Linked DNA regions of Mus musculus: regions 1, 3, 4 and 5 are each linked to region 2. A link is a contact called in public promoter capture Hi-C data. All regions are on one chromosome and are shown on one strand. Each heading gives the region's core, a stretch centred on a gene start, on an enhancer-like site or on the middle of the called end of the contact. The rest is flanking DNA. Distances are from core to core; before and after follow the strand shown. Region 1 holds the start of Veph1 (ventricular zone expressed PH domain-containing 1). Region 2 holds the start of Gfm1 (G elongation factor, mitochondrial 1). Region 3 has its middle 34 kb from the start of Veph1. Region 4 has its middle 31 kb from the start of Ccnl1. Region 5 holds the start of Ccnl1 (cyclin L1).

The links. Promoter capture Hi-C pulls out the DNA fragments that hold promoters and counts their contacts.
Region 1: a promoter capture Hi-C map of neural stem cells shows a contact between it and region 2. The contact joins the promoter of Veph1 here to the promoter of Gfm1 in region 2. A contact is called at or near these places in 4 of 39 promoter capture datasets (embryonic stem cells, hippocampal neurons, liver and 1 more) and 1 of 9 other capture datasets (embryonic stem cells).
Region 3: a contact with region 2 is called in a promoter capture Hi-C map of hippocampal neurons, with 12 times the contacts expected there. The contact joins the enhancer-like site here to the promoter of Gfm1 in region 2. A contact is called at or near these places in 15 of 39 promoter capture datasets (the 3T3-L1 cell line, 3T3-L1-derived adipocytes, the C10 cell line and 10 more), 1 of 484 Hi-C or Micro-C datasets (embryonic fibroblasts) and 5 of 115 datasets of contacts at active chromatin or transcription factors (astrocytes, differentiating embryonic stem cells, embryonic forebrain and 2 more).
Region 4: a promoter capture Hi-C map of liver shows a contact between it and region 2, with 4 times the contacts expected there. The contact joins the enhancer-like site here to the promoter of Gfm1 in region 2. A contact is called at or near these places in 4 of 39 promoter capture datasets (hippocampal neurons, liver and pre-B cells).
Region 5: a contact with region 2 is called in a promoter capture Hi-C map of pre-B cells. The contact joins the promoter of Ccnl1 here to the promoter of Gfm1 in region 2. A contact is called at or near these places in 4 of 39 promoter capture datasets (hippocampal neurons, liver and pre-B cells), 6 of 115 datasets of contacts at active chromatin or transcription factors (astrocytes, embryonic forebrain, extraembryonic endoderm stem cells and 3 more) and 1 of 9 other capture datasets (embryonic stem cells).

Annotation. Positions count from the first base shown.
Region 1 is chr3:66,293,499-66,298,661 of GRCm38.p6, forward strand. Veph1 (ventricular zone expressed PH domain-containing 1) reads right to left here and starts at 3,339. Exons shown (of 14, transcript NM_145820.3): 1 at 3,105-3,339.
Region 2 is chr3:67,428,420-67,433,786 of GRCm38.p6, forward strand. It overlaps Gfm1 (G elongation factor, mitochondrial 1), which reads left to right and starts at 1,696. Exons shown (of 18, transcript NM_138591.2): 1 at 1,696-1,903; 2 at 3,231-3,383; 3 at 4,936-5,068. The coding sequence starts at 1,820.
Region 3 is chr3:66,328,407-66,333,049 of GRCm38.p6, forward strand. No RefSeq gene overlaps it. Among named protein-coding and RNA genes, the nearest start is that of Veph1, 34 kb to the left of the region's middle. Within about 2 kb of position 2,530, at least 4 of the 459 cell types and tissues checked have an H3K27ac peak or open chromatin away from gene starts, as enhancers often do.
Region 4 is chr3:65,986,113-65,991,442 of GRCm38.p6, forward strand. It overlaps the pseudogene Gm19024. Among named protein-coding and RNA genes, the nearest start is that of Ccnl1, 31 kb to the left of the region's middle. Within about 2 kb of position 3,144, at least 27 of the 459 cell types and tissues checked have an H3K27ac peak or open chromatin away from gene starts, as enhancers often do. A contact at or near this core is called in liver, where this site is marked.
Region 5 is chr3:65,956,587-65,961,506 of GRCm38.p6, forward strand. Ccnl1 (cyclin L1) reads right to left here and starts at 1,663. Exons shown (of 11, transcript NM_019937.4): 1 at 1,222-1,663; 2 at 915-989; 3 at 267-376. The coding sequence starts at 1,542.

The DNA.
Region 1 (5,163 bases), core at 2,089-4,588, 1.1 Mb before region 2:
TATTTTTAAAGAATTTTATTCTTTTAAATCCACAATTTGCTCCTATGGTAGGTCTCTTGGCCATCAGACCCTCCTCCTTTAGTCAGATTATGAAGGCACCTCTCCTGTAGGTAAATCTACTTTCAGGATAACAAAATATAGACAATGTCTTCCTGGGAAGGCTCCCCACAAAGGAGGGTCAGGAGATACAGACAATGCTCTGAGAGAATAGTGCCACAACTCTGCCCAGACACTTGGCATTCAATCATACTTCTTCCTGTCCACACAGGCAGAGCTGTATACACCAAGAGTTCTGTGACAGAGTGGAGGTGCCTGTCATTGCCCACAAAGTATGGTTTTTCTTCGTAATTTTCCTGCTTACAAGATGACCACTCAAGTCTCCCTCTTCAATGGACTAGAAGAGAGAGTTCTTTAGACTTTAGTCTTCTGATTGCTGGTTTTGAAATCCTTAAATTTTGTCTAGTGTTCTTAAATCTTTCAAGCTTGTAGCATTTGGAACTTGACATTTCATAGACACCAGCCAGAGGATCAAGCATTAAGACCACCTGAAGAAACCTGCTCTGCAGTCTTGGCTACGCCATGCTGTAGTGAAGACTTGGGCAGTGAATTTGCCTCTCCCAGGCTGTATAAAGCATGAGTGACATCAGTTCTGTCCTTTGGAGCGTTCTACTGTTTCTCTGTACTGGAGATAAAACCTAAGGCCTCATGCACCTTAGGCCAGCACTCTACCGTTGAGCTACATCCTCAGCCTTGGCTTTACTTTTTATTTTGGGACAGTCAGTATCTCACTAAATCGCCCAGCTTGGCTTTGAGCTCACTCTGTAGCCAGTCTGGTCTTGAACTCACAATCCTCTTACCTTAGCACCTGAGTAGGTAGATTAAAACTCCTGCGACTTCCCCAACCCCCGCCACCAACCCCAGAGCCTGAGCATTTTATTCTTATAGAAAATTTCCCATCAGCATATTATTACATCATAGCTTTTAAAAGTCAAAATTCCATGGTACGGTTAACTAAACTCAGTTATTGGTATGAAGGCACATAGGGTTGCTTGTTTGTTTCATTTTCTGTTGCTGTCATTTCTGTATTTTAGTTGTACTTTTCATTAATCGTAAGTCTGGGTAAACTTCATGTGTATCATACACATTTCACTAACTTAACTATGTTCTTGTAGATTTGGGGACAACTCTTATTTCTTGGAGAAGACGCTTTACTGTGGTGTTTCTTACCTCTGCCATGGCCTAATGATGACTGAGTTTGTTTCCAGATCAGAAACAGACTAGGGTGCAATGTATCTTACACTTTTCATGGCTGGGTAATCCAAATCCCTGTGTTTTCCATATTAGTGTAATATTTACTCAGCTGTTTACCGGGCTGAAGGGAATGCCCTTCCAGGGAGCCAGAACTTTTCTAGCTGACCTATACTCATTGTTCACTTATAAATACATTAATAATTTACTCCATCATGGGTCTGTAGATGCTGCTGCATGGGAGTGAACACAGGGCTCAGTCCCTCTAAGGTTGGAAAAGTGCCCTCAGAACACAGACAGGTCTCTAGGGGAAGATTTTGATCGTTAGCTCAGGAAGCCAATTTGTTCTGAGGTGTTCAAGCCTCCGCCTTACAACTCAGGTGAGAATAGGTCTGACTGATTCCCTGCTTCCGGAGATTCTGGGATAGCAAGGGTTATACTTTGAGCAACATGACTGCATCAAAACATTTTCATTTAATTTACCTGAGATAAAAATGCCTATTGACTAACTCAGGTCCATTCGGATGCTATGAGACGTTGAATAAATTTCCGAGATAGATTTTTTTTTCACTTGAAAGAAAGGATTAAAGATTCTATTGAAGAAACATCTTTTTCACACAGTGTGAAAAGACCACAGGCGTTCCCATGGGAATCACCCGAATCTGTTTCGGCCCTTCCCACAGATGGCCATTGTTCCCGGCAGCTCTGCGACCCTCTTCTGTGGCATGATGCTACATTTTACTTGTACCAAAAGCCACCACCGCTAGATTATTCTAAACAGTTCTAAGATACTCAAACCTGAGGGGCTTTGTCAGAATCCAGACAGTTCAAATTTGTAGCATGCATATTGTAAGAACATATAAAATAGCAATTTTACCATCTATTTATCAAAAGCTCAACATGTGTAATTTTAAATACAAATTGCGAGTTTTGAAAACAAATGGAGAAGTGTTTCCCTTCGTGGACTATGAGGGGAAACTTATCAAATCTAACAAACTTTCTAAAGCACAGCCTTTCCGGATGAATTCATAAGTATGTCCATTTTCATCTGGAACTTTTGACTTAGCAGATCATATTTTCCTCTAGAGAAACATATATCTTGGTTGTTTTTTAAATCCATATTCAAATTCTATTGGGCTTGTTTTCCCAGGAAACAAGCCCAAATTCTCAAACCATGAGGATACCCAGTGCTGAGTGTATGACTTTGTCATTTAAATTTCCAATATTACTCTGCCGTATGAAGAATTCAAATCATTTCCCAGGTTTAATAAAGTTTAAATTTAAAAAAAAAGGATGCCATTGAACCCAACTGTTGATCATTAAACCAATTTGAATGTGCATTTGAAAGACCAAAGAAGTAGCTATATTAGATCATGATTTGTAATATGCACACAGCAGCAGTGGTGAACCGCACCGATGAGTGTCCAGCCTCCGACTGGAATGGGCCTACTTAGCTTTCTGCAAAAAAACAATAGCAGGGACTGTTCCCCTGCTCATTGCAAAAGGCTTCTCATGGTGAATGCATATGTGGAAAGAAGACCGCAGTTATGGAGTAAAACAATATGTACACAGTAAGTGTCCAGCACAGCTATCTGGTCCTAGGGGCCTAGGGACATGTCTTAACCACCCACAGAGAATTAGATATTCTTAGCTTAAAAACTGAAATGTACACACACAAACAGTCACGCACACAGCTTCTAGGTGCACTTTATCTGCATAATCAGCCAGCCCTTGGAAGTTTCTCTGCTCAACTTTCCCAGCCCTCCTCTGTTCTTGCCTGCCTGCAGTTTCTGGCCCTCACTTTGATTAACTTTTGTTCCTGCTGAACAAAGGGACAGGAAAGAAGACAGCCATACCTCCTAGCACGGGACACTGGCAGGTGCAGGCAACAGAAGGCAAATGCTTGATCCCTTGGAACACTTCAGCTGGGACCCAGGACCACGCTCAGAGGCAGCCCTGCAGCGCCTGCCTGTCCTGCCGGTGGCTGCTGGCACGTCCCTGTGAGCTTGTCATGCAGCGCTGCGCCTGAGTCCCTCCTGTGGACTCACCGTGTGGTATCAGGCGAATGAGTAACTTTCTTCCCTTTTCCAGACTTCTGTTTTAGATCTAACAATTGGCACCGGGTCCCTGACTTCCTCTGTAGACTTACAGCAGTTTCTCGGAGGCCAATTTGTAGTGTAAAAGAATTGGATTTGCTACCAACCAGTAATTTAGGTTCCGTTAATGAATAACCCACTTTAAAGAATCAAGGAAGTTTTAGGTTAATATCAGATTTTGGGGCATTTAGGCAGGCATGTGTGAAAGAGGTGGGGGTCATGGAATGAGACGGTATTTAAGTCAAACGTGATAGAAGAAAAATACCATGTAGCAAGTGCCCGAAGGAGCAGCTTTCTAACTACTCTATCAGTATTGCTAGTGAGACACTGAAAGACTGTCTGGAACATCCCAAGAAACCCTAGGAATGTTTTTTAATCCAGCAGGGTTTCTTCTTGAGTCCATTGAAATTGCTCATTTTCTTTACCTTCCAAATATGGAACTGTCTCTCAGATCTAATGGATAGGGGATTTCTTACAACCCACCCCATGTTTCCACAGATCTCTGACTTTTAAGGAGAACGCAATACCTCTAATGCATAAATTAATTGGTGGTACCCAGTGGACCGATACATCAGGAGGCTCTTTTCTCCCCTAACAGGTATGAAATAGGCTTGCTTCCTTTATTGATCAGAGGTTTTTGCTTGCATAGAATACTCCTGAGACTTTCTAGGGCTTTTAGCCAAATTGGGTGAGCGCATTGGGGTAAAGCAGAGGGAGAAAACAAGGTATAAGGTACACAACCAAATATATTGTATGTCTTTGTCACTGGCAATTATTACAAAAGCCATATTCAGATAGTGTGGATTATTTTTTCCTGTTTGCCACCAAGCATCCCATTATTCTAGTCAAAATTGCCCTCAATCTCCCCTTGGGAATCCACATTCTTTGGATAGAGTTGATGCGTACACACAAGATGAGCCCTAATTGCTCCTAGCTAACCAGAGAATCATAGTGAGTGATTTAGGGAAGACATATGGACCCTTCCAAATCAATCAAACAACAAAGGTAAATGTTTGATCTCAGTGGGAATAATCTTTGTTGCCTATTTTGACGCCTGAAGATATCAAGTCATATTGCTCTTGCCGTATTGCCACTAAAAAACCCCAGTGAGTTCATTTGAGTCCTTAAGCCAGCTTCTCCTAAAGATACATCTTCCATGTGTGCCAACACGTTTCATAATGGGAGTGATTTTGGCTTGGCTTTTCTGCTGCTTCCGGGGTGTGTGTGTGTGTGTGTGTGTGTGTGTGTGTGTGTGTCTGTGTCTGTGTGTGTGTCTGTGTGTGTGTATAGGGGATAATCTGCCCAACAGAACTGTCCTGATCTAGGTGTGTAGCTAGACTCTCTCACAAGCAAACCTTAAGCATTAGTGGGTGCATAGAGTCACCAGGACACATTTGTGACAAATGTCCCCATTGAGTGACAGCCGTGGCCCTCCACTGACTGCACTGGAGAGGAAGGGCTTGAAAATGAATGCAGTCCTTCAGTGCACCTTACATCTGGCTTCTCAACTTGTTCACTTCTCTCGTACTTCCATTGGACACCCACCCCACCCCCCGCAGACCTGGATGGCAGTGCTTGGTATGAAACCCAAAGAGATCTGATCACAAGAGCCTTCGGTGCATGCAAGTTTCATTAATTTGTTTGGTCTTACAGAGTTTTTTATGACCCTACTTTTCCCTCTATTCTTGTACAACATGAAACAAACAAATGGAAACATTATCTCTGAACCATTAGGTGAGAAGAAGATGCTTCCATTATAAAAGAGAGGGAGTAAACGCTAAGGTAACCTTAAATGGATGAAGTACAGAGAGGCACTAAA
Region 2 (5,367 bases), core at 446-2,945:
CAATAAACTTCCTCTTATACTAAGCTGTTTCCTCAGCGGGAACACCTCACCTCGGCCGGCTGAGTTGCTCCTTCCTGCCTGATCACTGCCACCTGTTTATAAAAAACAACATAAAGGCAGGCTTATTAAAAGGCAGCAGTCTGGCGAGTTGGCCAATCTATCAGGTGGAGGTCAGTAAAGTCATTCGCCCAGGATAAAGCAAGGAGGTTTTATAGTTTTGGGCCGTGTGGTGATGAAACATGGGATTATGCCCATATAAGGTTAAAAAAAAGAAAAAAGAAAAAAAAAAAAAAAAAAAAAAGCTGAGCGCCCAGGCAGGCACTCCCAGGTGGGTAGCGGGAATCAGGAAGATGATGACCTGTTAGGCTGTAGTTTCCTTTGAGGGGTCAGGGAGCTTTTTCTGTGTGGTAGGATGGGGAAGGAGGGCACATAGGGTTTTGTAGCTGGGGGGTGTGTGGGGGGGGGGTGTGTCGGGGGGTGATGAGCACGGGTTCCAGCCTAACAACACTAAAGTAAGGAGATCATTTTCTGCGGAGAGGGAATATGGTCTGGCTTGAGAAGATCCTTTTAGTCAGTGTGTGAGTTTACTGAAAAAAAAAAAAAAAAACCGGGAAAGACAAAAGCCGTGAAATCAACCCGGTTCTCATCACAGTAACCCCAGGAAGAAATAGCCCTGTGGAGAGGTGGAAGGAAATGGGAGGTTCGCATATGCTGAGAGGCTTAGATTACAGGAGCCAGCAAGTGACTGCCATCTTTGGCTAGGTCAACTGGATGGACGGAGATTCTTTTGCTAAGATGGAGACTGTATGAGGAGGTTTGGGGAAGACTAGAAGCTCTGTTTTAGATATGTCAACGTTTTTGAGGCCTTTAAGAAGCCCAGACAGAAGCGCCACGGGTGCAGTTTTGAAGATGCATAGCTAGTATTACTGATGAACAATAAAGAAGGTTTTGAAAAATTTTATTTGTAATCCAACATATATCTACTCTCATTTCCCCAGAGTCTCTTTGAAGTATTTGTTTTTAAGATTTACTTATTATGTATACAGCTTTCTGCCTGCATGTATACCTTGCAGGCCAGAAGAGGGCACCAGATCTCATTACAGATGGTTGTGAGCCACCATGCGTTTGCTGGGAATTGAACTCAGGACCTCAGGAAGAGCAGACCTCTTAACCTCTGAGCCGTATCTCCAGCCCCTCCCCCAGATTCTCTGATGCTGTAGTAATGAATACATTTTTGTGTACTCCTTCCATTTAAATTGTTATAAACGTTTTCCCATTGTCATGCAGGTAAAACAACTATGTTTAAAATCTGCAGCTTTTGTTTTGTTTTGTTGAAACAGGTTCTCACTGTCTAGTCCTGTCTGGCCCAGAATTCTTTGCTGACCAGGCTATCTTGGAACTCATTAGAGATCCGCCTAGTTCTGCCTCTGAAGTGTTCTTATTAGACATGTGTGACGCCATACCCGGCACGTTTTTGTTTTTTTTATACAGAGATGGTTTTTTAATTTTTATTTTTTTCCTTTAAAGACAAAGGGACCAGAGTACCTGCCTCCGTAGTAATGACACCTCCCTGTGACAATCCTCTGCATAAACTACGCTTTCTCCTCCTGACCAGGAGAGGGCGCGCGCCACGTCGAGCTCAGACAGAGGTGCCTCTCCCTTGTCTTCCTCTGGCCGTCCTCCTGACCTTCCTCCCGGAAGTGCTCCTGCGGCTCCGGTTGCCGGCGTGACTTTGAGCTCTTCCCGCTCTGCTGCCGGCGCTGAGCACAACCGATCACCTCAGAGCAGGAGCCTTGGAAGTGGCTGTTCCAGGCTTGCCATGCGGCTGCTGCGGGTCGCCGCAGCCCTGGGGCGTGGACCGTTCCCTCGGGTCCCTGCAGTCCTGGGCTGGCAGGGGAAGCAGGTACTGGTGCCAGAGAACCTTCCAGAGCAGGGCAGGTTGGCGACACCTTTCCTTACCTGGGGTCTTGAGCAGCGATTTCCCGAGCCCCGTAAGCCCTTGGGTATCCGCATGCCAGCTCGGCCTTGCGACCCGCAGCTCTGCGCCGGGGTCCCTCCCTTCCTGATGATCTACCTTAAAGAGAAGTGCCCCGAGTGAAGGTCAGATGAAAGTTAGTGTCCCCGGGGCTCGAATCCCGGATTTCGGACTCGTTATCCAGTGGTCCTCTTACTACTGGGTGTGGTTGGATGCTCTCTGAACGTGTGGGTTCTATTCAACATCCCGGTACTCTTCTCTGGCCAAGTTTCCCAGTCAGGTGTATAGATTAAACTTTGTAAGTCTTTGGAGTGAGGTACTCAGAGCAGGGAAGCCGTTGGTAGATGTGACCTCTTACCTGTCATGGATACCTCGTTTGCTTTGCTACCAAGTGTTCCTGTGGTTTAACCATCCAAGCGCTTGTCAGCTGTCTTCTTTGACATGTGCCCAGTTTCCCTCTACCCAGAAGTGTTTGCCAAGCGTTTGGGTGTGCAGTTTTGTTTTGATTCAACAAATACATCCCCCTCCACCCCCCACTGTAAAGCTGACAGGAACACCACCACCCCAAAAGGCACTTCCTTGTTTTCGTTCAGATGAAATTGGAAACCTTTTTGGAGTTGTCTTGTGGCTGTTAGTTGGGTAGACCCATATGCCCCTTGCTAGCTGTGAATTACAGGACGGGAGAAGACAGAGAACCTAAGGTACAATTCAATCTAAAACTTGTATCTCTTGTTAAAGTGGCCATTGAGAGGTATAGCTCTGACTATTATGGTAGTGTGTATTTAAAAGTTAGCAGTGTGGATCAGCCAGCCATAAGGGTAGTTGTCAAGTGTGACAGCCTGAGTGTCAGTCTTGGGACCCACACAGTGGAGGGGTGAAAACGTAGCCCATGACTGCTCTTCCAGAGGAAGAGTTGAATGCCCAAAACTCACATCTTTGTTCGGAACCATCCATAACTCCAGCTCTAGGCGATGTGACCTTTCCAGCACCAGGCGTGCACGTGGTGCAGAGATATATATGCAAGCAAAACACATATACACGAACCTTTAAAAGTCTCAAGTTTAAAACTAACATTTAGAAGCAGTAGTTGTGCTTCTTTTATGAGTATTATTCAGAATTAAATCCAGGGCTCCTTAGATAATACGGAGGTTGAGAACCTTGCTTTGAGGATGAGAAAACAAGTCCGTAGTTCAGGTTTTAACTGTGATCTCGTATAATAGGTGTGCTAAACTGAGCTTTTAAAACTGTTTCTCAGGCTGATTGGAAGACCCGCCGATGGTGTTCGTCAGGGCCAGTTCCCAATGAAAAAATACGGAACATTGGGATCTCAGCTCACATTGATTCTGGGAAGACGACGCTAACAGAACGGGTGCTATACTACACTGGCAGGATTGCCACGATGCACGAGGTGTGTGCTTAGCGGTTGATTCCAGAGCGATTCAGAAATCGATTTTAATTCTACTGTTGTTATAGTTTCATAAGTTTCAGAAAACCTTGTTTTAGGATGAAAACTGGTCGGGTGCAGGGCAGTGGTTCTCTACTTTCCTAATGCTGCGAGCATTTAGCATAGCCTCATGTTGTGGTGACCACCAACCATAAAATTATATTTGTTGCTACTTCATAACTGAATGGTAATATACATATCTGTGTTTTCCAATGTTCTTGGGCAACCCTTATGAAAGGGTCGTTCCACCTCAGAGGGGTTGCAACCCACAGGATGGGAACCACTGCCACAGAGGCTCCTTAGCCAAAGTCAGATGGACAAAGAGGAGAGGTCAAGCTGGCTTGAGATGTGACTGTGTATTCACAACCCCTCTAGAAGTGAGTGATGGCTGTGAACATCCTGGGTTGATGCTGAGATGGCATGACAGACCCTTATACAGCTGTCACAACAGTCTTACGCATGTCAATGAAGGATCCATGTTTATAATGTTAAATGGAAAGTGAATCTCAAAAGGTGCTGTCCATGTCAAAACAAAACACACAGCTTTCATCTTAAAGGAAATCAGAGTTTTTATCTGGAGCCATTTTGAGTATGGCTCAGAAACACAGGTTGTCCCAAATTTAATGTTCTACCATGCAAGCAGTTTCATGATGTTCTAATTTTATAGAACAAAGAAAGTCAGAGATCAAGGCAGGTTTAAAATGCATTGGTGGGCACACCAGAGAGGCAAGGACAATGAGATGGGAAACTATTCTATAGGCCCAAGACGACATTCTTAGCTTTAGGACTGGCAGACGCTAGTGTCCTGCTAAGTTAATCGCGTCTAAGAGGTTTTAGTGTATTCTCATGAGGTGTTATTTCAGATACACGGTTGGGCAAGGCACAGCCCAGCACAGGGTAAGTAGCCCCTGAACCTGCATGATTCCAATTCTCCCCAGTAGGAAATTCTGATGGGTCCATCATACTCTGCAGATAGACTCCTTCCAGGAGGTCTGCAGTCACAGCCAGACATGGCTTCTTTTCAGGAAGTTTCATCCACAGCACTGAATACAAGTTCTACAAAAACCTACCAGAAAAGCATTGTTTAAAATGTTGGCACTCGAAGATACTGCCAAACCACTGAGTGACTTAACGCCCGCTCAGGCTGTTCTTCAGCCGAAGGGCATCCGCCAAACCATATCCTTTAGAAGCTAAACACTCCCATTTTGTGCTCACAGTCTGAGGAGAGCCGCAGAGAGGTCTGCTGCCTGAATATCATGAGTTCGTAGACTCTGAAACGCCAGCAGCCAGCAGTTCAGGGGAAGCAGATGGTGGTCCCCAAGTGCTTGTCAGCTGCCAACAAGGAAGAACTGAGTATGGGAGCCGAGACAGGAAACAAGAGTTTTATGAAATGATACGGTTATAGGATTAGGCTCATCTCACACTTGCATACGTTAGCTTTGATTTCTGGTTCTGTTTCAGTCAAGATTTCTTTCTGGGATGAGAGAAAAATGTGAGTTCTTGTGTTCATGTTTAGGTGAAAGGTAAAGATGGAGTTGGCGCTGTCATGGATTCCATGGAGCTGGAGAGGCAGCGAGGGATCACGATCCAGTCAGCAGCTACGTATACCATGTGGAAAGACATCAATATCAACATCATAGACACGCCAGGTAAGTGGGCCCTTTGCTTTGTGTTTTCTTGAAGCAAAAGTATATGTAATTCTTTTTACTACCATGATCCAGTTCATCTTTGAGGATCAGATTTTAAAAGTGCAAAACTGAATTCCTACCAGATTTGGGACTTAAAGCACTTTGTTTGTATGTTGCTTCTTTGAAAAATAACACTAAGAAAGTAAGAAGAGCTCTCCCGTTGCCATAGCTCCCCCTAATGTCCTTTAGAAGTAATCCTGTTGAGCCTTGAACCCGATACACAAGATTGAAGACATGAGGAATCTACGTCACAGTTTAAA
Region 3 (4,643 bases), core at 1,280-3,779, 1.1 Mb before region 2:
AGAAGTTGCCATGAACTTGTGAGGGCTGCTGTATGCTGATCAAAGTTGAAGTCAGACAGCTGGCTGCATTTGGCCCAGAAACAGCTATTTGTTTTTTTTTTTCTTTAGTAGAGAGCATTTCCCACCATCCATCAGCTAACCTTTCTGTTAAGATGAGGACATAGTAGTAAACACCTTATGGGCATACGAGGAGAGTTAAACAAGGCATAAGAGTGTGTGCTTCTCAAGTTCCTAGAACTGTGTCTTAGATATATCAAGCACAGTATATCTAAGCTTGGATTACTTTAACACTATTACTTGGCTTTCTTTCCAACAACATTTAGGAAAGCTAAGCTATGTGCCGTTACTGGGTTCTAGAACTTTACTTGTGACCTAATCCATCAGGGCCTTTTTGTGCTAGGAACATACGGAACTGGAGTGGTCAGAGATAAGACAAGAGGTGATCATATTATGAAGTACAGCTGGGTGTCCCTGAGAATATTCAACTTCTCAGATGCTCCAATTAACACAAAGTAGTATCATGTTTGTTTATAATTGCTGTGACCCTCCTACACACCTTAAAGGATCTCTAGATGATGTATCACTAGAAATACTTTTTCAAATATGTTTGATTCATATCTGTGTGTGTGCCTCTGTATGTGTGTCTGTGTGTGTGTGTGTCTGTCTGTCTGTCTGTCTGTCTCTCTCTCTCTCTCTCTCTCTCTCTCTCTCTCTCTCTGTGTGTGTGTGTGTGTGTGTGTTTGTGTGTGTGTGTGTGTGTGAGTGAGTGAGTGAAGAGGATGTAATAACTTTGGCATAAGAAATAGCCTGGAGGCATAGATATTCAACCCCAGCAGGGAGATCAGATGACATTTTCAGGAGGAAACAATTGCTAAACTTAAGTATGGAAAGCCAGTGGGACTTAGCCAGCCAAGAGCATGGAGAATGGGTGGCATCATGAGCAAGGTAAGGTTTAGGCAGACAAGACAGCATAAGAACAGCTGGGGCTTGGAGGGATTATTGCATGGCTGGCAAGTGATATGGAGAGACAGAAAGAATAGAAAGAAATCAAAAATAGAGGATAATGGAGGAATGAGTGTGTCAATAAAGACAATTGCAGGTCACAGAAACTTTCCATGAGGGGTAGGAAAAATGAGTCCTGAATAGAGGCTAGCAGAAATTCCCAAGGAAGTGCTCGGGAGAGGTAGGTCCATCGGATGCTTAAGGGCAGTGGTCAATGGAGATAAGCCTGGCCATCTGTATCAGGAATCTGAAAGAGAAGGAAGAATTGGATTGCCAAATTTCGTAAGGCCAACTTCCACCAACACAATTCTTCAGGGGAGGCTCGGCATCCTGAAATGTTCTACAGCCTTCCCAAACAGGACCACCAGCTGTGGAGAAAGTGTTTAGATACAAGAGCCTCTGGGGTCATTTCACATTCAAATCACAACAGCTAGTATCATAAACAAGACAGAAAAATCACATAAATGAGGCTAAGAGGGGTCCTTTGATGGAACAGGACTGTGATAGTTTGAATATGCCCAGTCCAGGGAGTGGCACTATTAGGAGGTGTGGCCTTGTTGGAGGAGGTGTGGCTTTGTTGGAGGAGGTGTGGCCTTGTTGGAAGAATTGTGTCACTGTGGGGGTGGGCCTTGAGACCCTCCTCCTAGCTGCTGCCTGAGGACAGTCTGCTCCTGGATTCCTTTGCATGAGGACGTAGAACTCTCAGCTCCTCTAGGGTCATGCCTGCCTGGAAGCTGCCAGCAGTGCTTCCTGCCACGATAATGGAATGAACCTCTGAGCCTGTAAGTCAGCCCCAATTAAATGTCCTTTGTAAGAGTTGCCTTGGTCATGGTGTCTCTTTCTGCAATGCAAACCTTAACTAAGACAGGGACACAAGGGAAGGAGTCGAGGGCCAGGATTCCAACAGGTAGGACCAGCCTTGGCAGAAAGGAAGAAGTAGAGACAAAAAGGAAGAATAAAAAAGTCATTAAAATACCTAGGACTTTTGAAGCAAAACATGAAATATGATTTCCTGAGAGTAAAAAGAGGTAACTGCAGACAGGGAGGAGATTGACTCAGGCAGAGTGGATGACATGCTGGAACAATAAGGACAAAGGAACAGAACCTTGGAAGGAGGCCTTGGCGTTCCAGCGGAAAGCCCGGGAGCACAAATAGATATATGTCAAAATCTAACTGCACTTTTGAGGTTTCTCACTGATGCTTGACAGGTAAGAGAGAGAGAGAGAGAGAGAGAGAGAGAGAGAGAGAGAGAGAGAAACCCATCAAAAAATGTCACCAACCTTGAAGTAGGAGCTGGCTGGGTAGGAGCCGCAAGAAGCCAGAGAGCAAGACAGTAGTTCATGTGACCCAGGCCAAGATACTTGAACTGCCTTTTATTAAAATGGGAAATCTGAAAAAAACTCACTCCTTACAAGTGATTAAAGCTGTGGGGTGGGGGTTAAGGGAGAGTGAGTTCCAAGTGCTAGTCAAGTGTAGTGTCATTTCCCATCAGATTGCTCTTTTAGGAAAGTGGCACGTGAAGTCCAACTTGGGGAGGCTTCGTGAGAATGAGTTGTGGTACAGTCATTTGTTCGTGTGTCTCCAGCAGGCTTTCCTCTGAAGGGTTGGGCAGGACCGGTGAGGCCCTCAGCCCACAGGCACAAGCCACTTGCCTGCCTTGCCCAAGAGTTTCTCCCCCCAGCTTGAGATTCTTAGGGCATTTCGACATTCTTAAACCCCTGAATTATTCTTGGTAGCGGCACATTTAAGGGAGTTAAAAGATAAGCTTCCCACAGTCTTCCTGTTTTTCTTTTGTTTGCCCATTGGCGCTGTGTCGGTGCTTGAGTGGAGGCGCTGGCTGCTTGAGAATACCCTCTTGTGTTCTCCCAGAGGATGGCTCCTGAGCCCTTTCTGAGGCCCTTGACTGATTATTGTCATTTCTGCCTTTACCCGACACAGTGCGTTGACCCACTAACCAGCCTTCTCCCTCAGTCTACATACGCTCCAGATACACGCATGCGCACATGCTTGTAGGTCTAATCAACCTGGTTTCTGTCTCCCAAACAGTCCTACACAAAGGCTTAGCATGTCCAGTCCCACACTTTCATGGGTTTTCTTGTGTGGCTGGGAAACGCATGTATGTAAAAGCCATTTTTAAAAACAAAAAGCTGAGTGTCTTTCATTGATTTGAAGTGCACTCTGGTAAGGTAATAGATATTTTTAGAAACATTGCCCTAAAAACACTTTCCGCGCACCATGTTCATTTGGCCCTCACAATACTTCTGATCTGTACCAATGGACATCTGATAACAGGTAGGATGACCGAAGCTTAGAGCAACAACGGAGCATCCTATAGTCATAGTTACTCTCAGCTAAGATTTGCACCCAGACAGGCTGAGCTCAAAGGCATTCCTTCTCCATTCTGCTGTGCCTCTTTATCGTTCAGTGAGTCAAGTTTTCTAGAACCGAGACCATCAGCTTGACTGGCCCAAGTTCCCCTTCCTATCTGGCTGTGCGCCCATCCTTGTTTTGTAAAGTGTCTTCTTCCAGCACGACGGACGCTCTTTACAAAGAGGCTCAGGATTTGACCTTTGCTTAGTGCCTCTTTCAGCTTTGCCAGTGATCCCAGTCACAGAGCAGTTCAGTCCTACTAACCTTACATCTTCCACAAGGGGGCACTGTCTGACCATAAAGCTGTGGAGGTTTTGCCTGTAGGCTAAAATACAACCAGAGTCCCTCTAATGCTTTCATTCTGCTATAAGAAATGACCTTATTCAAGCTACGTGCCTCATTGTTATTTCACGGAGAGGAAACAAAAGTTTAAAAAAAAAGGAAACCATATAATGTTTGTGAACTGCTTTACCATAATTCATTCACTGGGTTTCTGTTAGACTGTATGGAATCCATTAAGCAGGATATTGAAGCTTATGAATGGGAACCTAGTAATTCCTCTTTAATAACATGAGTATCTTTATTTCTTAAACTTTATTAGGCACTTACTCAAAACATTACTGAAAAACGCTTGTTAATAATATGAATGATGCTTTTGATTCCGTTTGCATTATTACTATGTCTAAAGGCCCCAAACACACAGTCTGGATTATTCACAGAGGCTGGGGAAATGGCTAGCATCGGAAAGTAAATCTTTGTGCCTGCGCCTAATTCCATCTTGACACTTCTCACCAACCCTTGCGAGGAAGGCAGTGGTGCCCACCACACTGCTCTTTTTGTGCAGCAGGAACTAACACACGAGAGCCTTCAAGAGTGAGTCACATCTGAGGGCCACAAGTGACTGTGCTTGGCTTCCTACGGGAATAAGTGGGGGTGACGCGCAAGGAAATAACAAACATAAACATGAATTTACAGCCCAGTCTATTATGTCTTCCCACTGGCGGGACTTCTGAAGATGGGGCTTCTCCTTTGTCCTGGCCGATCTCTATAACCCCAATAGAAAAGCCAAGAAAAAATTTTGATTAAAGTTTGGAAATACATCTAAGAAACCTAATAAAACTTTGGAGATTTCACAGAAGAGTGATTTAGTATACGAGAACTGATCAGGGTTCAGGAAGATCCGTATACTTGAAAGTTCAAAGAGAACCTTCATCCTGCACGAGATGGAGGCTGTGGCAAGGAGGCTCGATCATGACCGAGGAGGCTCATCC
Region 4 (5,330 bases), core at 1,894-4,393, 1.4 Mb before region 2:
ACCTTCTCATCTCTTCCACTCTTTCCACTAGAAAGTAAAGGCCCCAAGGCAGGAAGACTGACCTCTGTGCCCTGGGCTTCCTTCATCTAAGGTTTGTTGAATGACTGGAAAGTAGCATTGTGTCTTGGCCTTTGATTTCTCACCTGCTGTACGGCTTTGGCTTGGAAGGGTTTCATTCTTCTAGACTCACCCACCCCAGCCTTTAATCCAGGAGCACAGCTGCACTGGCAAGGAATCACATCCAGAGACCTAAGTCTGAATGAACTGCCGCACAGCTTTAATCCCTCTGGCTGGAAAACAGATAAGTTCTTAGCACATCCCTTTAAGGTAAAATTAATTGGTAGAAGGAAGCAGCCATGTTTGAAAGTGACATCTTATAAAGGAGCAGACAAAGGGATGAATCTAAGAAAGATTCGACAGAACGCACCAGAAAGGAGTTTGAGCCAGAACAGCTGAGTTGAACCAGCCAGCCAGAGTTCAGAAAGAGCTAGAAAGCCTCTGAGATGACAACTGCTTCTGTCAAGTAAAAGTTACATTTACATACAGCCAACATCCTGTCTCCTTAGGCAGTCTTCTCTGTCACCAACGCTGGTGATATTTTCCTCTCCTTAAGCTTTGTATTAATTGGTCTCAGACTTCTGGGACAGATTTTGACCAAGTGGTTGTCATTGAAAATACCTATTAAGGATATAGAGGGATGATGGCTCAGTGGTTAAGAACATTTGCTGCCTTTGCAGAGGACCAGAATTCAGTTTCCAGAACCCATGGTGGATGGCTTATGGTCACCTACAACTTCAGCCCCAGGAGACCCAATGCCTTCTTCTCATGTCTGAGGTGTGTGTGTCCGAGCTCAAGTACTAATAATACCTACAACTGCTACACACAAGCCCATGGTCTATAAGGTATTTTTTTTCTTCTGAAGGTTTTGGTCTGTGTTATTAATATTAACAGGTTCTTCACTTCAATGGCTAGTTAAGCTAAACATTTCTGAGGTGGTCTATCACTGATTAACACTGTGGTCAATATTGGGGGCAGTGTTAATGTAGCCTCCTGAGCATTCTGGGAAATATTGATGACCCCAGCAGCCCTCCCATCCATGCTTTGATGGCAGGCACGATAGTAGTCTGTCTTATAAACTATAAAATGACCCAAGGGAGGACAGTTGCTCAACATACATGGGCTTGCTTGGGAAGCTGCCAGAGGTACCAGCTTTTAGGAATGCAGAGCTATCTTCTAGTATCTCACCAGAATGATACTGAACTCTTCCTTTAGCTCAAACAAACTTGCAAGCAGTGTGAGTTGTAAGTTTACCTAGTGTGTGGGCATTGCTAGTCTTGACATCAAGATAATCACCTGAGCAGTGAAACCAGCTGCCTCCATTGGTGAGTCACGAATACTGATACGGAGACAGGAGGGAAGGTGGGGACAATATGGAGACGTGGGAAGGAGCCTTCTTCTCAGAGGCTTCTCACAAGCTGAGAATCAAGAATCCCGACAGAATTAACAACGCTTGCTACAGCCTTTCTCCTTTCCCAGCTGGAAGTGGTCAACGTTCTTGGAACCTCATCAGATTATTTATAGTACATATTCTTTTACTTTATGAAACCCCAGTGACTCCTGATTTTCTGTTATCAAATTATAATAATCCTATCTAAGTCACTACCAGAGCTACCCTATAATATCATTTATCTGAAAGACAAAACAAGGAAAATCAAGTTTCCTAGCAACCCTTTGAAAGCTACCACTATGTATGAGAGGCTAAGATACTTAACTGTGACCGTCCTTGCTAACCAGACCCATACTTGGGTATATACCTTAGTCTTCCCCCAAGCTTCTCTCCTTTTAATACCTAGGAGGCAGGGATGGGCAGATCTGTAAATTGGAGCCAACCTTTTGTGCATATTGAGTTTTAGGCCAGCAAGGGCTATATCCTGAGAACCTGTTTTTAAAAATGGACTGGAAAAGTTCCTCAATTGTAAAGTCACCTACTGGCAAGTATGCTGACCTGAATTTGATATCTGGGACCCACATGTTGGAAGGAGAGAGCTGTAGGTGCAAACCATGGTTAGTATGTTCACCCATATGAACAAAGCACATAAATGAAGATGTTATAAAGAATTTAAAGGTCTTTAATAAACTACAAATCTTTCTTGAGAACCCCACAAGCGTGCTTTTGGGTATGTTTTATTTTTTCCTGCAATGACTTCTCTCTCTCTCTCTCCTCTCTTTCTCTCTTTCTTTCTTTCTTTCTTTCTTTCTTTCTTTCTTTCTTTCTTTCTTTCTTTCTTTCTTTCTTTCCCTCTTTCTTTTGGAAGGGTTTCCCTGTGCAGCCCTGACTGCCCTGGAACTCACTCTGTAGACCAGGCTGGCCTCGAACTCAGAGATCTGCCTTCCACTGGATCTCAAGTGCTGGGATTAGAAGTTTGTACACCACTTCCCAGTAGGCTTTTTTTTTTTTTTTTTTAAATGAAGCCCAGCTCTGCTTCTTACTGGCTTATCCTGAAATTACTTTTTCTTCTGAAACCAAGGATCTGGTTTTACTTGAACTGAGGTTCGTAAAAGATTAAGGGAATTCCTCAGGCTTCTGTGGGTGATAGTGTGGGCCTGTGTCCGCTCCCTGCTGCTAGCAATGCTAGTAACATTGCATGGTGAACATCTTTTAGAGACACTTTCTTGACACTGAAGCATATTTGTTCTCAAGACCTTCACCCAAAGCTTTACAGTGCATTTCAACAGACTTCACTTGTGACATTAATTGGAACAAAGGTAACCACCGTGCTGTTTGGAAATACTGATCACCACGTGGTCTACTGGGACTATATGGATACCAGTAATTTTTAAATAACTGTATTTGTAAATACAGATTCAAAGGCTTTAACAGCTAGGCAAGTTGTTGGTAGAATGTAATCCAAGGCTTTTTGCAGTGGGCATCCACTGGCACTGCCATCTTTATGGGTGAATTTCCAGCTCTGGAGACAAGGCATATTGACATTTAGCTTCATCACGTTGTCACTGTTCCAACTAGAAACTGGCACAAAAACTATCGTGTCAAAGTCTTATCGAGCTTCCTTGTCAGGCTCTGACTTCATGAACGATTTCCTCATGTCCTGTGGATGAAAGGTGACTCTGAGGAATTCATGTTGTTTACGTTGGTACTTAATTGTTTCATACCCAGTGCATAAGCCAAAATGGTGTTGACACAGGTCTACACATTCTTAGAGATTCCAGTTTCAAATCTACCTATGCCAGCAGGCAGGAAAACACAGTCAGCATGAGATCACCTGTTATAAAATGGTTGGGATGAGGTTTCTGTGTGCTGGGGCTTCAGTGCTAGCCACACATCTGCTGATCTCAGATTTCTATAGCTGTCCATCAGATGTCTAGTAATGGTGAACGTCTTCATATCAGTGTCCCCAGTAATGGTGAAACTGATGAGAGCCCTTTTCACTTCCAGCTTTGACTTAGTGGGAGTTTTCATAGAAGTTATGTTTCAGCAGTAAACTCATTATTTGGAGTAGAAAGTTGCTGCCAGGGTCTGGAGAGATGGCTCAGCAGTTAAGAGCACTGGCTGCTCTTCCAGAGGTCCTGAGTTCAATTCCCAGCAACCACATGGTGGCTCACAACCATCTGTAATGCAGTCCTTTGCCCTCTTCTGGAATGTATGAAGACAGATCACTCATATGCATATAAATAAATAAATAAATAAATATTTTTAAAAAAGAAAGCTTCTGGCAATGTTTTTTAGATTTTATTTATTTTACATGTATGTGTACACTGTAGCTGTCTTCAGACACGCCAGAAGAGCGCATCGGTCCCATTACAGGTGGTTGTGAGCAGCCATGTGGTTGCCAGGAATTAAACTCAGGACCTCTAGAAGAGCAGTCAGTGCTCTTAACCATTAAGCCATTTCTCTAGCCCCAGTTGTTGGCAATTATAAATATACTAGCTACAACATGTTTATAATTTCTAAGAAATTTAATGTTGCCACAATATTTAAAAAATATAGTCCCCATTTAATTTTTTTCCACCGGCCTCCAAAAGTATAGTATTAAAAGATTTAGACTCAAGAGTCTATCAAGGGTCAAATATGATCTTGTTTCTCAAAGATGCCTAGTTTAGCTGGGCATGGTGGTGTAGACCTTTGTTTAACCCTAGCACTCAGGAGGCAAAGGCAGGAGGATCTTTGTGAGTAGAGACCAACCTGATCTACTTAGTGAATTCCAGGATATATATATCTACTATGTAGATATATATTACTATGTAGAAAGACCCTATCTCAAATGAAAATCAAAACAAAAGAAAAACAAACAAACAAACAAACAAACAAAAACACAAAATTTAAAAAACTAATGAATCTATCACTAACACACATCTATAATTTCTAAGAGGATCATAATATCCATTGTAAGGTTGTAGCAACAAGCAGAATTTGCAGCTGCCTTTTGTTCCGTTCCGTTCCTCCCTGGCAATCCCTCTGTCAACAGCCTCCTTTCATCCTTATAGAACTGTGAGTACTGTGCCTCACTGAGTAGCTCCACTAGTCTCCTCCACTCTTTCCCTCCCTCCTAGATTAGAGACCTGTGCTCTGGAAGCCAGGTCTTCCATAATGAGTTACTTCCTAATTTCTGCATAAAACATCCTGCCGTAGCTTCTTGCAAAAGCCCCAGTGTTTCTGTATGTGGCTGTACCGAGGCTGTACAGGGCACAGTATTCATTTATAACTTTTCCTTTCCTTTTAGGTTGGGGTAGGGCAGAAATTAAAGCTTGTGTTCAACTCTTTATCTTGTTATTAATCAGTTTTTGTTTGTTTGTGTGTGAGTGTTTTTGAGATGGGGTTTCTCTGTGTAGCCTTAGCTATCCTAGAACTCACTCTATAGATCAGGCTGGCCTTGAACTCAGAGATCCTCCTGCCTCTGCCTCCCAAGTCCTGGGATTAAAGACATGTACCACCACCGTCTGGCTCAGTATTTTTCTTTAGAGGCACCATAAGTGTATTAAATAAGTCTTATTTTTTCATGTAAATAAATGCTCCGCTGGTTAAGACAACTTAGTATGTAACATACTCGCACCATCTAGTGGCCAATATGAATTTAGCATCACTGGCTTTGAATCAGACAGAAGTCTAAACTTGGAAGAACTAGAAAACATTGTTATCTATGTTTGTGGTGTCTCTGTGAACAATCTTCCCAAGTAGAAGAGTATCATGAGACATAAGTGTGGTGTCACCAGCCTGTTAAACCAGCACTAGGAGATGGAGGCAGGAGAATGCCAAGCAAGTTCCAGGTCAACATGGGCTATATAGTGAGACTGTTTCTAAATCCCAACCCCCA
Region 5 (4,920 bases), core at 413-2,912, 1.5 Mb before region 2:
GTACTCCCTTTCTTGTTTAATCTTAAGCCAAGGGACTGGCTTCACAGCACTCTAGAATTGTCCACAATGCAACTGTCTCTACAAACTTCAGATAGCTGGTTAATGGAGGGGATTTTAAAAGTTTCAATGTTCCTACGTGAATTTCAGCACCTAATGTCCGCTTTCTTTTGCATCCACACTGACTTGAGGGAGGGGAGAAGATGTTTTGACTGGATGATTGGTGCACAGTACAGCAAGAGATACTATGTTCAACAGGCCAATCTTACCTTTTTCCTCTTAACTGGCGGAGGTGGTGGAATACATTAATCACATCTCTTATTCTTCTTGGCGCTTCTTCGATTTTTGACGCAAGATTAATACAGGCCATAGCAACAATCTGAAAGAACCCAGGTAAAAATCCAAGTGAAGTTAAACTAGAAACAGTTTAACAAAGTCTAACAACCCTTATTTTGTTTTGTTTTTAGATAGGGCTTCTCTGTGTAGTCCTGGCTTCCAGGAACTCCATCTGTATGTACATCTGCCTGCCCAAGGATGTGGGTCACCAAGGACCGGCAAAGAACCCTCTTTAGGATACAACGGGCTTTTTAGCGAAATAAAATCGAAGCTGACATTTTTAGACCAGCTCTTACGTTTTATTGCTCAACTGCTCTTAATTTTGGGTCAGAATCAAGCTACCTCTTGCTAGAATTGTGCAATGGCTTGAAAACGTAGTTCTTGGTTAACAGAGCACGTGAACTGGGGATCCATTTTCTAGTTCTTGAAACATTGCTCTACGGGCCCCATTTCCTTCTGGGTGGGAACGAGGTACAAAGGCCTAAGCTAACCACTCCCTTTCTGGAAAAGCTGGTTCCTACCCCCTTCCTCCCCGCTTCCGGATGAAGAAATCCCTTCTTGTCCGCCTCCGCCGCGCTTACCTCGAAACTGTGTTTGACGAACGACTTGGAGTAGAAGAACCGATGGAACAGCACCTGCCCTGTAGCCATCGCCACCTGCAGACGAGAGAGGAGAACGGAAGCGCCGGGGTCAGGCGGGCCCGCACCAGGCGCCGCCGCCATTTTGTGCGGCCGCTCGCTTCCCTTCCCCCGCCCGGGCCGCGCGGCGCCGCCCGCCCCCGCATCCCCACCCTCGCCCGCCCGAGCTCCCGCCGCCGCCGCCGCCCGGCGCAGGCTCCGGAGAAACCTGGCCGCGGCGGAGAGGCCCGCAACCAGCCGGGGTTCTCACCTGCGGCAGCCGGAGGAGGATGCCGGCGGCCTGGATGAGCTCGCAGCCCAAGATGCGCAGATCCGTCTCGCTGGGCAGGTCCAGGCCGTCCTGCATGGACGGGGTAGGCGAGAGCCGCTCCTCCGGGATCAGCGAGTGGTCGATGGTGAGCGACACCTCCGAATACAGGCGGTCGCCGATCAGGATCCCTCCGGTCGTGGTCGTCGTCGTGGTGGTCGTGCCGGAGCTGGAGCCGCCCGCGCTCGGGGCGGCGGACGAGGCGGAGGCGGCAGCGGCGGCGGCGGCGGCAGCGGTCGAGGTCGGGTGAGGCCCGGACGCCATAGTTCCAGCGAGCTCCACGCACGCCCGACGCAGCCGGAACCCAAAGCGAGACTAACCAGCGTCCTCGGCGCGACGGATCTTCCCGTGACCGCCGGCTTCCAGGCCGCCGCACGCAGCGTGCGCTTCCGCCCTGACGTCACCACGCCGACACGCCCTACCCCACCCCACTCCACTCCCCGCGCGCGCCAACGAGTTCCTCCGCGCTTCGGTCGGTGACACCGGGCGGAGGGGTCCGGATGGGCAGGGCGGGGCAGGGTGCTGGCGGCTCAGGGGTGGTAATGGCTTTAGTCACCGGATAACCCGGACTCTGGCCTGGTGAGTCGGCCCCGATACCCCTGCACGGTCTGCGCGTTGGTGACAGTCCGGCGGTCGGCGACACCGGAGTGTAACAAAGTGACTCTGAACCGGGCAGCTTCCCAGTTTGAGCGCCTGGGGTTTCCGGAAAGCTCCGAGCGCGCGTGGGTGTCGGGGTGTAGCCTAGAAAGGCATGCCTAGCCCTGACCTCACTTCGCCGGGTTTACAGTAATCTGGAAAATCCCTAGTTCCAAAAATAGGTTTATGGCGAGGACAGTACACGGGCGATTTCATTGCGCTGGGGAGTCTCGTCTTAAAGAGATGGTTTTTGTCAGAGTGGAGAGAAAGTAACTATCCCTGTGTCAATGAAGAGAAAAACACAGCTCTCATCTTACATGGAGTTTGGAATAACCTAAATCTGTGTTCCGGGACCATGGTCAATCAAAATGGCTCCAGGATAACCCATCATTTATTCCCTTTAAGATGAGAGCTGTGGTTTTTTTGTTTTTTTCGAGACAGTTTCTCTGTATAGTTCTGGCTGTCCTGAAACTCACTTTGTAGACCAGGCTGGCCCTGAACTCAGAAATCCGCCTGTCTTTGTCTCCCGAGTGCTGGGATTAAAGGCGTGCGCCACCACCGCCTGGCTGAGAGCTGTGGTCTTTTTCCATCCATACTAAAAGTCCCAAAAGCTGAGGTCGACCGTGAAACAATTGATCCTTCTGCCTCTGGCCTCCCATGATCTTTTTATTCCAGCTTAATCCTCTGAGATGGCCTTTAGGGAGAAAGAAAAATCTCCTGACTCAGTACAAAGGGTTGGAATTGTTATTTTGTTAAAGCTTACTTTCTTGAAAAGTGTCTTAACCTTGGACCTATAGAGCGCACTGAAAATTTGGATACATCTTAGTCACCAAAGCAAGGTATTTTCACAGCTCATTTTTACAAAGTGTGTTGGGACGGGCACTCTGGAGACAAAGACAGGTGGATCTCTGATTAGAGGGTCAGACTGATTCCAAGCCAGTAAGAGCTATATAATATCTTCAAAATGAAACAAAACCTCTTCCAAACAAAAGCTATATAGAGCAGGAAGTGGTGGCACAAGCCTTTAATCCCAGTACTCAACTAAAGCCTCAAAAACAAAAATTTTATGATTGTGATAGCTTTTTGTCACTGACAGATTACCTAGAAAGTCCACAATGAGGTTTAATTTTGGTTTATGGTCTCTGAGGTTTCAGGCTACAGCCATGTGGCCCTATACCTGTAGGACTGTGTAGGCAGAACTTTATGGTGTGAGACCTTGGTAAAAACAAATCCCTTGCCACCAACAAAGAGAAAGGGGAATATATCCAGGGATCTCCCTCCTCAAGTAGGTTGCCAACTCCTAATTGCTTGTCCAGCTGTGACCTCATCGTCGGATTAACCCATTTATGAGGTATTTGCCTTTGTGATTAAATCACCTCTCAGTGCTACTAACTAAGGACAAGCTCTTCACAGGGTCTGTATGTGGCAGGCATTTCATATCCAAACTTTCTGTGACAGCATAGGAGACACAAGTCCAGGGGACAGGTATGTCGGGACAAAACTTTTCCTAGTGAGACACTACTCACCTCAGATAGGGAACCTACCACAGACCAAAGTATGGATACCATCAGAGTGCAAACTTGGTGAACCAATGAGTTTTATTAGGGTTACTTACAGGAATATGGGTAAGGAGCAGAAATGATTTGGATAGCTGCACCACCAATGTGCAATTCTATGCATATATTAGGGTCGGCACAATTTAGTGAAAACTTTTTTGGTGATAATTAACTCAATTCCATGTGGACAATAAAGTTTAAGGTGTGACTCCATCAAAACTCTTTGTAAAGTACACGTGACATCTTCCATAAAGATGGGTTCTGTAGATTCACTACATGAGACACCTTCCATAATGATCAATTCTGTAAATGACATGCTCATGATACGGGTCTGGAGAAAGATCTGATGTGGTCTTGGCCACACAGCAGAAAAGGTCACCAGGCTATTAGTCACATCTGCTCTCGGCCTTCTGGGTGGATAGAAGGTTATATACCCTTGTTTGAAGGAACAACCCTGTCTTTAACATTACTGGTTCCTACCTGTAAAGGTGGTACACACCTTTAGTCCTGGCACTTGGGAGGCAGAGGCAGGTGGGTCTCTAAGTTTGAGGGTAGTGCCTGTTCTACAGAACAAGTTCCAGGACAGCCAGAGCTACACAGAGAAACCCTGTCTTGAAAAACAAAACATTCTTGGTTCCCCTGTTGCTTATCTGTTGAGCACAGGACTTTTGTTCCTCCCACAGGAAGAGATGGCTGAACATGTTATAAATGCTTGCTCCTCATTATGTCACCAAACTACTGTTACTATTTCTTTTTTCAAAATTGTCCATGACTAATCCAGAAGATGGGAGGTAATGGGCTAGTAACTGGACTCTACGAGGTTTTTGCTCGTTAAGTAACTGTCATATTCTTTCTGTGATATAATCTAAGTTTGGAAAAACCATTACATTATTTGTAAGTTATTATGGAGAAAGTTTTGTTTCCAAATTACTATCCACTTAAAACAGCCACGTTAAAATGTGGAAAGACAAGGCTTGTTTAGAATTACCAAGAATTCAGGGAAGAGTAAAGATACGTGTTATTCATAGAAAAGCATTAGTGGAAATGAATCCAGTCAAGTGAGGCCGTTGGGAGGCAAATGACTATGTTGAATAAGTGAAAATGTGTGTATACGCACGTAATATTCTATTATTATTTATTATTGTGGCCCAGGTTGGCCATGGATTCATTGCAGCCATCTTGCCTTAGCTTCCCAAGTGCTGGTATTACAAACCCAAGCCACCATACCCTGCCTTGCTTATCTTTATAGACAGGGATCCTACTAGTTCAACCTGAGTTCTGTGTGCCTGAAAGGAAACTTAGTGAAAGTAAAGTTACATTTTTACTGCTTTAAGACAGGTGGAATTCAGGTGATACCAGAAAGACTAATGGCTTTCCTGAGGCACTAAAGTATCTTATTCCCTGTGCTTAAATTGTTCTCATGTCATTAGATGCAGCCTTCTGGCAAGTG